2 separate regions of the Danio rerio genome follow, and region 1 is linked to region 2. The links are chromatin contacts, called in public Micro-C maps. All regions are on one chromosome and are shown on one strand. The core of a region is the stretch at or near the end of the contact, and the rest is flanking DNA. Distances in the headings are between cores, read along the strand shown.

Region 1 (5,654 bases), core at 826-3,325, 200 kb after region 2:
GTGTAAAAACTGAATGCTTCACTAGCGAGAAAACAGTTAAACAGAGCATCTGCAGCGCGAGGATAAAGAACGAGCCTCCTCCATTCAGCCTCTTTACTTTCTCTTTACTTTTACTCTTTACTCCTTTACTTTGGTGGCGTGAGGAAACGGTGGAAACTCACTCCACTGAACACATCCATTAGCCCACATATTTATTTTCCTTTATTAGGCACAAAGATTTGCTTCAAAACTATTTCAGAATTCAGTTCTAATCTCCAGCAAAGGAATAAATGAACAATAATAATGAAGTGTGGTCAGAAAACTGAGTTATATCCAAACACACGTCCTGTTCTTATGCCTTATATGGTGATGCAGACGTCTCCAGAACCCCACAGGTGGACAAATCTACACTTGTGTTCATTAAAAACAAATATAAATATCCATATAATAAATAATACTGACAATAATGATAACATTATACTAATGCAAATGGTCATGAATAAACTGAAAAAGCCCCCCAAGGGGAAGAAGGCATGGAGGCAGTGGTGTTTATATTGACGTAGAAATTAATAATTTTTCTAATATTTTAATCCTTAATTGTTTTCATCTGTAAAGATATTTGTGTATTGCTGTACATCCTGTGTGTATTCAGCAGTGTGTATGCGCTTGGGGAGCACAACTAACGAGCTCTGCGCTGGACTATCAATAGACCGACTGCTTTTCAGCCGGTCTATTGAGCAGTCTATTTTAGTTCCTCAAAAATAGCAATGCGCCAACAATGCGGCTTAACACACCTCCTCTTTAGACCAGCACACCCATGAGTCCACAGATTGGCTCAAATGGATTTGCTATTTAAATAATGCGGTGCAAAATGGGAATATTAAGCTTGAGTTGGTCTGAAAATAGCAACAAATCGCTCCAAACACATCTTGCGCCCTATTGCGTCTGGTGTATTATAGGGCAGTCTATACGTGTATTTTTTAATGCATGAAAAAACTTGACAGAGCTGTTGTCTCTATGCAAAACTTCTCAAAAAAGCTAAACTTAAGTTTTTAGTAAAGCATTTTACTAAATGCCAGAATAGATATAAAATGCAATGCTACTACGGTATATTATGCAATTAAGTAATGCATGGTATAATGTATTTTTTTAATGTAAGCAAGGTATGTATTATGCATGGTGTATAGTTAAATTGTAGTGAAACAAAGTCATCCCGATGTATCTAAAATTATTAATTATTTTCAAACACAGCTAATCATTTCATCTGCTGAAATTATACTACAGTAAATGCCGCTATATACAGTTGAAGCCCTCCTGAATATATGTTTTCCCCAATTTCTGTTTAACCGAGAGATTTTGTTCAACACATTCCTAATCATAATAGTTTTAAAAACTCATCTCTAATAACTGATTTATTTTATCTTTGTCATAATGACAGTAAATAATATTAGACTAGATATTCTTCAAAACACTTCTATACAGCTTAAAGTGACATTTAAAGGCTTAACTAGGGTAATTAGGGTAAAGTTAGGGTAATTAGGCAAGTCACTGTATAAAAGTAGTTTGTTCTGCAGACAATCCAACAATAATATTGCTGAAGGGGCTAAAAATATCGACCATAAAATGGGCTTAAAACATTAAAAACTGCTTTTATTCTAGCCAAGATATAATAATTAAGACTTTCTTTAGAAGACAAAATATCAGATGAAATACTGTGAAAAATTCCTGAATCTGTTCAACATCATTTGGGAAATATTTAAAAATGAAACAAAAAATTCACAGGAGAGCGAATAATTTTGAGTTTGACTGTATATTGTAGATGAAATATTGCATGTCAGTCTATTCCAATATCGTGCAGAACGATAAAACATGCAGCTCGTGTCACAACATACAGTAAAAATCTGGAGCTGTGAATGTTTGTGGTGTTTTACAGAAGACTGAGGCCAGATGGGCAGCTCTTCCAGATCTGTGAGTGTGAGTCATTGAAACGCTGCGGCACGACCGGCACCAGCTCTCCAAACACACTGAGAGGGTCACAGCGCCTGTCCGGAGTAAATCACTGAGCACGAGGCTCTCAGAGGGGCCAGATATGAGTGCAGGGTCAGAGGTCACAGCCCTTCATGTCAGAGAACACTTCACAAAGAGCCTCACACCCTGTCCATACTCAGAGTCTGAAACACACACACACACACACACATACACGTTCCATTCAGCATCATTAAAGCTGCTCCACATTCCAATTCAGCAATGGAAACAGTACAATGTATCCATGTGTATAATGTTTCCATTTGAACGTTAGTCAAATGTAACTTTTCTAATTTGGAAAATTTACAGATACTTTGTAACAGTTCTATGATATGTTGTAATAGAAATAATACTTTGTAAAAGTAAGAATTCTTTGTAACAGTTTAAAGATACTTCCTAACAAATAAACATGTCTAAGAAACAATACTTTGTAACAGTTCAAAGATACTTTGTAACAAAAACAATACTTTGAAACAGAAATGATACTTTGTCAGAGAAATTATTCCTTGTAACAGAAGCGATACTTTGTCGCTGAGAAACAATGCTTTGAAATATTTTAAAGATACATTGTAAGAAAAATGATACTTTGTAACAGAAAAGATATTTTTAACAGTTTAAAGATACTTTGTAACAAATGATACTTTGTAAAAGTAACAATACTTTGTAACAGAAACTATACTTTATAACAGAAACAATGGTTTATAACAGGTCAGTGATGCTGTTATAGAAATGCTACTTTGTAAAAGATACAATACTTTGTAACAGTTTAATAATACTTTGTAACAGTTCAGAGATACTTTGAAACAAAAACGATATTTAGAAAAAGAAAAAACACTTTGTAACAGTTCAACGAAACTTCGTTACAAATAATACCCTGTACAACAATTACTTTGTAACAGTTCAAGGACACTTTTTAACAGAAATGCTACTTTGTAAAAGAAACTATACTTCGCAAAAAAAATTACTTTGTAACAGTTCAGAGATACTTGTAAACAAAAACGATATTTAGAAAAACAAATAATACTTTGTAACAGAAACGTTACTTTGTAAGAGAAATGAGACTGTGTAAAAGAAACTATGCTTTGTGAAAGAATTGAAAATTTGTAAAAGGTTAAAGATACTTTGTAATGGAAATGACCCTTTGTTAAAGAAACAGTACTCTGGAACAGTTTCAAGAGACTTTGTAACAGAAACAAATTTTAACTAGATTGATACTTTGTAAATGAAAGGATACTTTGCATCATTTCAAAAGATAACAGAAACAATACTTTGTAAAAAAAAAAAAAAAAAAAAAAAAATATATATATATATATATATATATATATATATATATATATATATATATATATATATATATATATATATATATATATATACATACTTTGTAATAAAACAATACTTAAACAAAAATTATACTTTTTATCAATTCAAAGATACCAAGTAACAAACAATATTTTGTAAAAGAATTGATACTTTGCAACAGAAACAATGCTTTGTAACAGAAAAGCTGAAAGCATCTATATATTAAAATATACTTCATAACAGCAATGATACTTTATAAAAATGATACTTTGTAACAGAAACAATATCTTAAAAAAAGTTATAATTTAAACATTTTAAAGATACTTTGTTACAGAAATGACACTTTGAAACATTTTAAAGATACTTTGTAACAAGTCAAAGATTTTGAAACAAAAACTACTCTGTAAAAGAACTGATACTTTGTAACAAACAATACTTTGTAGCCGTTTCTAATGACTTGTGCTGTTCAGTATGTAAAGCGTAAAATACAGATTTATTTCATCATTTGAATCTGAAGAATGAATATTTATTTACTGTTAAAATGTAACTGTTATATCTTTAATTAATCTTTAAAGAATTTTTATCTTTATGTCGTAAAAACATTTAGCATTCTGGTTTTCATGTTTATAAGAAGTTTTGGCCATTTCTATTTGTTCATTTTTATGTCTGTAAATACTGTTCTGGGAAGAATGCATAAACGCATTTATTTTGTTAGTTTGTTAGTCATTAAAAGGTAATTTCAATTACCTGACATGTTTTTATATGATTTCTACAGATTTCCAGCATTGTTTTCCTGTTTCTCGGCCTCCTGGAAGTGTGTCTTCTGTGGTGTGTTTGAGCGGAGCTGTAATGGTCAGGCTGGAGCGGCTGTGATTCATACACCTGTCACGGGTAAATACACCAGAGCAAGAGGTCACTCGTCAATTTGTTTAGTTGTAGGGGTCTTGAAGAACACACTCTCTCAGGACCACAGCCTCCTCTATATGAGAGTGTGTTTCACTTTAAGAGCATCTGGCCATACTTTATGAACAAAATAACTGAAATAACTTCACTAAAAAAAGATTATAACCGAATTTAATTAATTAATACATAAAAAAAGTTTAATTTATTTATTAATATCATGTCGTTCCTGTTAGTTTTAGCACTTTCAGACAGCTTAGTATATAGTAATTTTGTATATTTGTTGAGTTTTATTATATTTGACAATAAAGTAAATACATTTAAATGTCAAACATTCATTCATTCATTTTCCTTCGGGCTTCGTCCCTTATTTATCAGTGGTTGCCACAGTGGAATGAACCGCCAACAATTCCAGCATATATTTTATGCAGCCGAAGCCCTTCCAGCTGCCACCCAGTACTGGAAAACACCCATACACACTCATTTACACACACTTATACACTACGGCCAATATAGTTTACCCAACTCCCCTATAGTGCATGTGTTTAGACTGTAAGGAAAACTGGAGCACCCAAATCAAACCCATGCCAACACGGGCAGAACATGCAAACTCCATACAGAAACACCGACTGACCCAGCTGGGATTTGAACCAGCAACCTTCTTGCTTTGAGGCCACAGTGCTAACCACTGAACCGCCCAAATGCAAACATTTTAAATACATTTTAGTTTATAAATAAGGATTTTATTGTTTGAAAATAGTAAGTAATTAGATAAAATGTATTGCATTAGTGTATAAATGTGTAGTGAATTACTATTCATTTAACTGCTGAGTAATATATGGACTTACTATATGGTTAGAGTTAGAATGCAGGCTAGGTTTAGGGTTAGTTGCATGTAAATATGCAGTAATTAATGCACTAATAGTAAACATGAAAGTCAAAAAGACACCTTAAAATAAAGTGTAAATCTGTATTTATCAGGAGTCACCAATCTCGGTCCTGGAGGTCCGGTGTCCCTGCAGGGTTTAGCTCCAACATGCCTCAACACACCTGCCTAGATGTTTCAAGTATACCTAATAAGACCTTGATTCGCTTGTTCAGGTGTGATTTATTAGGGTTGGAGGTAAAATCTGCAGGACACCGGCCCTCCAGGAACAAGTTTGGTGACCACTGGTATAAATAAATATATTTTAAAAAGTAGTTAGTTAGTTTGTTCACCTCAGGTGAAGGAAATCGTGTATTAAAGGCTTTTTCTCTCTCTGTATGTGTGTAGAAGTGTATAAAAATGCCAACGCGGAAACAAAAACACATTTACTTTGTCAACTTTGGTGATCTCAGAGGTGCAACATCTCATATTTGGTTACATTTAAATCCACTAATAATAATAGCAAATCACAAAAGCTTATCAAATTAGCTGGATTAACATGAAACAATTATTTCTTGACATA
Region 2 (5,796 bases), core at 2,223-4,722:
CTATGAGAAATTATTAGGCTGATGGCTTTTTATTTGCATGTTGTTGCTGTTTTATGTAACTATCAGTGGTGGAAAGAGTACTAAAAAATCATACTCAAGTAAAAATGTGGTAATTCTTATAATTTAATCAAATTAATTTGACTTTTGGAAATCCTCAAGCGACCCCCTGTCATTGTTACCCACTTTGGGAGATAAACAAACATTTAAAAGTGTATTTTGGGCGTTTTTAATATTTGAGACTGGAAAAAATGAAAATAAAACAGTAACATACTCTACATGGTCTTGTATTATAGCACCACAATATTACCATGGTGCTGTATTTGAATTTGGTAATCATTCACTATTATGGTACACAGTAATCGTACCACTGCACTCTTACAGCCAAAGTTCTTGTTTGAACAAACCTCATAAACACAGGTTAGCAACAGAAAACAATAAATACCACCAAAAAACACATTAAACCTTTTAAGCAACCTGTTTTTAAACAGATTAAAGCGATTTTTACTTTTCCAGTCCGCGGACACCACCCCTTCCTCATTGTTATCCGCAAGAGCCCGCCTTCTCTAACTCCTGATTGGCTCAAACGACAACATAACAGGCGGACGCTACTCTACTCGCACTCTCATTGGATGACACCCCTGTCAATCACAAAAGTTTTCCCACAAAGGCACAGTGGCGCCTCAACCCGAGGAAATACCTCAAAACTAGAGTTCTCGCCTGCCCAAACTGACTAAAACACTCGCAAACTGAGCAAACCCGCATTGTCTGTGAAACACTACTCACCTGAAGTTTGATCTGTGAAGAGCTTGAGACTTTAATCGCGCATGTAAACGGTTAAAACATAATTCTGTCACCCGGGATCTGCTCCACTACTCCCGTACAGCCTCACCGCCCCGCCCACAGGATATTCAAATCACGAGGATGTGACGCCATCACGCCATATATGGACAATTTTACGATCGTTTTTATTATTCATATACATTTAAACAAAGTTATTCAGCTTGATGCACATTTACTTTGATTCACAATTGCTTACAATTCAAATTGTAGCTACATTGTGTTTGTTGAACGAGTAATTAATTTGTTAATTTATTCGTTATCAAGGGCGATATGGTGATTGGTTAGTACTGTTGCCTCACAGCAAGAAGGTCGCTGGTTCGAGTTCTGGCTGGGCCATTTCTGTGTGGAGTTTGCATGTTCTCCCCGTGCTGGTGTATGGGGGAAACCGGAGCACCTGGAGGAAACCCACGCCAGCACGGGGAGAACATGCAAACTCCACACAGAAATGGCCCAGCCAGAACTCGAACCAGAGCACCGAAGGACACCCACGCCAACATGCCAACATAGGGAGAACATGCACACAGAAATGCCATCTGACCCTGCCGAGGCTCGAACCAGCGACCTTCTTGCTATGAGGCGAATGTGTTACCCACTGTGCACCCCTGTGTAATACATATGCTGGATAAGTTGTCGGTTCATTCCATTGTGGACCCCTGAATAAATAAAGGGACTAAGTTGAAGGGAAATGAATGAGTTTGACTGTTATGTTTGTCCATATTTCACTGATCATTGGAGCACCTGGAGGAAACCCACGCGAACACAGGGAGAACACGCAAACTCCACACAGAAATGCCAACTGAGGCTCGAATCAGAGACCTTCTTGCTATGAGGCGACAGCACTACCTACTGCACCACAGCATCCTTAATTTAATTCAGTAAATGTACTTAAATAATTAATATAAATCATAAAGTTATATAAATATTAGCATATTAATTACATACAATTAACATCTGCACTGGGTAAAATATTTAGCACAGCCTTGCATGCTTAATTTGAACATGAAAAAATATCCTAAAACATGAAATAAATAGTATAGAAAGCAAAAATTTAACTTTCTCAAGCATCATCATATTGTTACAACACTGATATATGTGTGTTTTATTGCATTTGTTAAAAAGTAATGCTTCAATGAATAATCTGCCATAGACAAATCCTATAATCCCGTTTACTTTTCAGAATTAGAAGCTCCTATCTGCATTTTCTGTTGTTGTTTTTTTTACTCCAATTTGCAAATGTAAGAGAACTTTGATAATTTACATTTAGAGAACTGTTAGACACATATTGTCTTGCAGACTGACGCTGTCACATGATGTTTATGACACTTAATCAGAATATATAATAACGAAATGTTCAGTTTGTCCATATTTGACCCAACATTAGGTTATGCAACCCAGCATTTTTGTCCATATTTCAAAAGTAATATCTTTTATCTTATAACCACACTATAATCAAGCTGGGTTGTTTTAACCTGACGTTGGCGCAAATATTTAATGTTTAAAATTTAATCTAATGGTTAGATTTGTGAATATTTGACTCAACATTGTGTTAAAACAACCCAGCATTTATGAGAGGCTATGTATTAAAACTGAAGCATATTTAAGCTAAAAGTTAATCAAATGCTGGGTTGTTTTAACCCAATGTTGAGTCAAAACAACATAAACTCCAATTGGCAAATGTAAGAGAATTTTGATAATTTACATTTAGAGTATATTTATGGTCTCTGTCATGTTAATGTATGAAAGAGAACTGTTAGACACATACTGTTTGCTATATTTATTGCAATAACTTTGACACTCAACATCTCAAAACCATTTAGAACGCAGACAGAACCAATTCCAAGGTGACGGAGTATGCATGACATGTGATGTCTTGTTTTAGCGAGTGGTGGCGCTGTTTTACAACTTTAAACTCCATCAGTGATGCGCTATTCATTTTTATTTACATAAATCTAAAATCACTTCTCATTTGAGTTCAAATGCCCTTTTATTGCATTTTTAAAAATATTTGCACGTTGTTTTATTTAAAAACAGCTGTACTCTATATTATAGAGCCTATTTTAATGCTCAGACTATGTAAAAGTGGTGCTTTTGAAGCAGTATCCGTGAGTTTAGCAGGTCAGTGATTTTTAGATGAGCTCCTCTGGCGCCTGCTGGACAAGTTTACGAGTTCACACGTTCAATCACTCAAACCTGTTAAAAAGTGTCGCTCATTTGCTTTCCATGACTGAAACCTGCTGCCTATAAATGTTTTTAGTCAAAGAGGATGCTCCATCTTTTCCACACACACATTTCGTGCGTTTTTTAAATTCTATTCAATAAAATAATGCACAATCACTTAAAATACGCATGTTCGGCATTATGCACGTTTTGTATTGTTATCATCAATAGATGCTGTCTTGTTTAATATTGCGCACTTTTATTGGCTAATTTAAACGCATGACTCTCGTGACTTCTGTTATTGTGCAACATTTGAATGAGAATTGCATTAAAATTAAAATGCTCTGAAATGTCGCATTAGTCCTGGCACATTTCCTCAGTCAGATCAGATACCTTTATAATCCTCTGGAGTTGCTGCTCGTCCCACGTGGTCCTTCAGTCCAGTATATAAACTTTCCTGCGGCTCTGAAGCGGCACAATGTCTGTTCGCTGGAGAGAGAGAGAGAGAGAGAAGCTCCCACACAGCATCCCGAGCACCGAGAGCGATGATGAAGAAGTGTCTGGGAAACCTTCACTGGAAGTCAAAATGTCCAACAAAGGAGGACGGGATTTTTTATTGAAGAACTAACAAACATAAAAGGCGAATGGTTATTTGGAAATTCCGCGGGTGACTGCTTCACACTCTCTCCCATCATCATCATCATCATGGAGGATTTTAAGTTAGCAGAGTGAAGGAATCATAACAGATCCTTTGTTTAGTCTGTGGGGTTTTTATTTGACGCGTAATGCTGAGATTTCCAGTCATGCCATGACGCGCCAGGCTCGTGCGTAAAAGTGCGTCCGCTGAAAGCAAGACTTTATTATTCACTCAAATGGAGAATCAATCGAGCAGAATTTGACTGAATGCATCACTGTGTGTCCGGGATATCCATAAGCCAGGATTAATTGCTTTGTGTTTTAATCACTCCCCAAGCCCGGACCTCTAGCAGTGGATCTTACACTTTTTTTTTAATTAGAGGGAAAACAAAAGAGCGACAAATAATCAAGGCGGATACGAACTTTCATTTCCATCCATCCAGCTCGCATCCTGGAAGATGAAAAGCTTGATGTTTGAAGTGCTTTGTTTAGTTTGCGTCCTGTCCTCCATCCGCGGCACACCGGCACCGGACACCGAGACCCCGAGCACCAGCACGAGCTGCGCGTCCTGCGGGCTCCCCAAGACGGATGGACCGGCGGACGGGGATTTCCTGGAGGCGGTGAAGAGACACATTTTGAGCCGCTTGCAGATGCGGGACAGACCCAACATCACACACCCCATCCCGAAGGCGGCGATGGTGACCGCGCTCAAGAAGCTGCACGCCGGGAAGCTGCGCGAGGACGGGCGGGTGGAGATCCCGAATCTGGACGGGCACGCGGCGTACATGCACGAGCTGGAGGAGGAGACGTCGGAGATCATCAGCTTCGCGGAGACAGGTGTGTGTTTGCGCACTTTAAAGATGCAGGGTTCCACACAATCAGTTTGCATTGTGACAACAAGCACTTATAAATGATTCATTGGATTTACAAACTGTTTTAAGGCGCGTATAGCAGCAAACAATGCAATATAATATGAGCTGAATTTAAACAAATTCATTAATTTGAACATTACTACATTTAATTTGTTTAAATTCAGTCTATATGAATTGTTTACAACCACTTACCTTAAAAAAGTGTGTATTGAACGTAAAACAATTAAGTTGTCCCCCCAAAACTAAATAATTGTGTTGTTTCAACTAATTAAAAATAGTTTGAACATGTAGTACACGTCATTTTCTGAGAGTGCATGCATGTGTGTGTGGCCGTCTGAGAGCGCGCTGCGCGGGGATGGTGGATGTATATGATTAGAGCTGTTCATGAATTACATTTAAAGGGGTAGTTCACACAAAATTGAAAGAGTGCTCAATATTTACTCCCCCTCAAGTATTTCCAAACCTTTATGAGTTTCTTTCATCAGTTGAGCACCAAAGAACATTCTAAGAAATGCTGAATTATTTAAACCAAAATTGGGTGAAATATGGACTAACCCAAACACTGGGTTAAATTTGGTCCTATTTTAATTCATGGCAGCACAGTGGCTCAGTGGTTAGCACTGTTGCCTCACAGCAAGGAGGTCGCTGGTTCGAGTCAGTTGACATTTCTGTGTTTGCATGTTCTCCCTGTGTTGGTGTGGGTTTCCTCCGGTGCTCCGGTTCCCCCACATTCCAAACAAATGCGCTATAGGGGAACTGATGAACTAAATTGGCCGTAGTGTATGAGTGTCTGTGTGTTAATGAGTGTGTATGGGTGTTTCCCAATACTGGGTAGCAGCTGGAAGGGCATCCGCTGAGTAAAATAATTGACGGTTCATAAGTGTGTATAGGTGTTTCCCATTACTGGGTAGTAGCTGGAAGGGCATCCGCTGTGGAAAATAGTTGACAGTTCATGAGTGTGTATAGGTGTTTCCCAATACTGGGTAGCAGCTGGAAGGGCATCCGCTGTGTAAAATAGTTGACGGTTCATTTCAACCTCTGATGAATAAAGGAACTGAGCTGCAGGAAAATGAATAAACGATAATTTAATTTAAAAGTTAACCCAGCAATTGGATTGAAATAACCTGCCATTTTTGAGTTATTTCAACCCAATTGTGGGTGTAATATGGACTAAACATTAGTGCTGGGTTAATTTTTAAAATTTATCAGACCAAATTATAAGTAAATAAATAAATAAATGTTAAAGTTTGTCCATATTTTACTCGAATTGGATTTAAATAAGCCAGCATTT

Evidence for each region. Hi-C and Micro-C count contacts between places; a contact is called where the count stands out from the background.
Region 1: a Micro-C map of caudal fin shows a contact between it and region 2, with 20 times the contacts expected there. The contact joins the enhancer-like site here to the promoter of LOC101887111 in region 2. A contact is called at or near these places in 7 of 18 Hi-C or Micro-C datasets (caudal fin, embryo, hematopoietic stem cells and 1 more) and 2 of 4 datasets of contacts at active chromatin or transcription factors (caudal fin and embryo).

Annotation. Positions count from the first base shown.
Region 1 is chr11:46,217,421-46,223,074 of GRCz12tu, forward strand. It overlaps a transcript of tmem63bb not described here. Among named protein-coding and RNA genes, the nearest start is that of gli2b, 19 kb to the right of the region's middle. Within about 2 kb of position 2,076, at least 21 of the 62 cell types and tissues checked have an H3K27ac peak or open chromatin away from gene starts, as enhancers often do.
Region 2 is chr11:46,018,088-46,023,883 of GRCz12tu, forward strand. LOC101887111 (inhibin beta B chain) reads left to right here and starts at 3,473. Exons shown (of 2, transcript XM_073917138.1): 1 at 3,473-4,470. The coding sequence starts at 4,092. It overlaps ralbb (v-ral simian leukemia viral oncogene homolog Bb (ras related)), which reads right to left and starts at 917. Exons shown (of 5, transcript NM_001002123.1): 1 at 784-917. It also overlaps a transcript of tmem63bb not described here.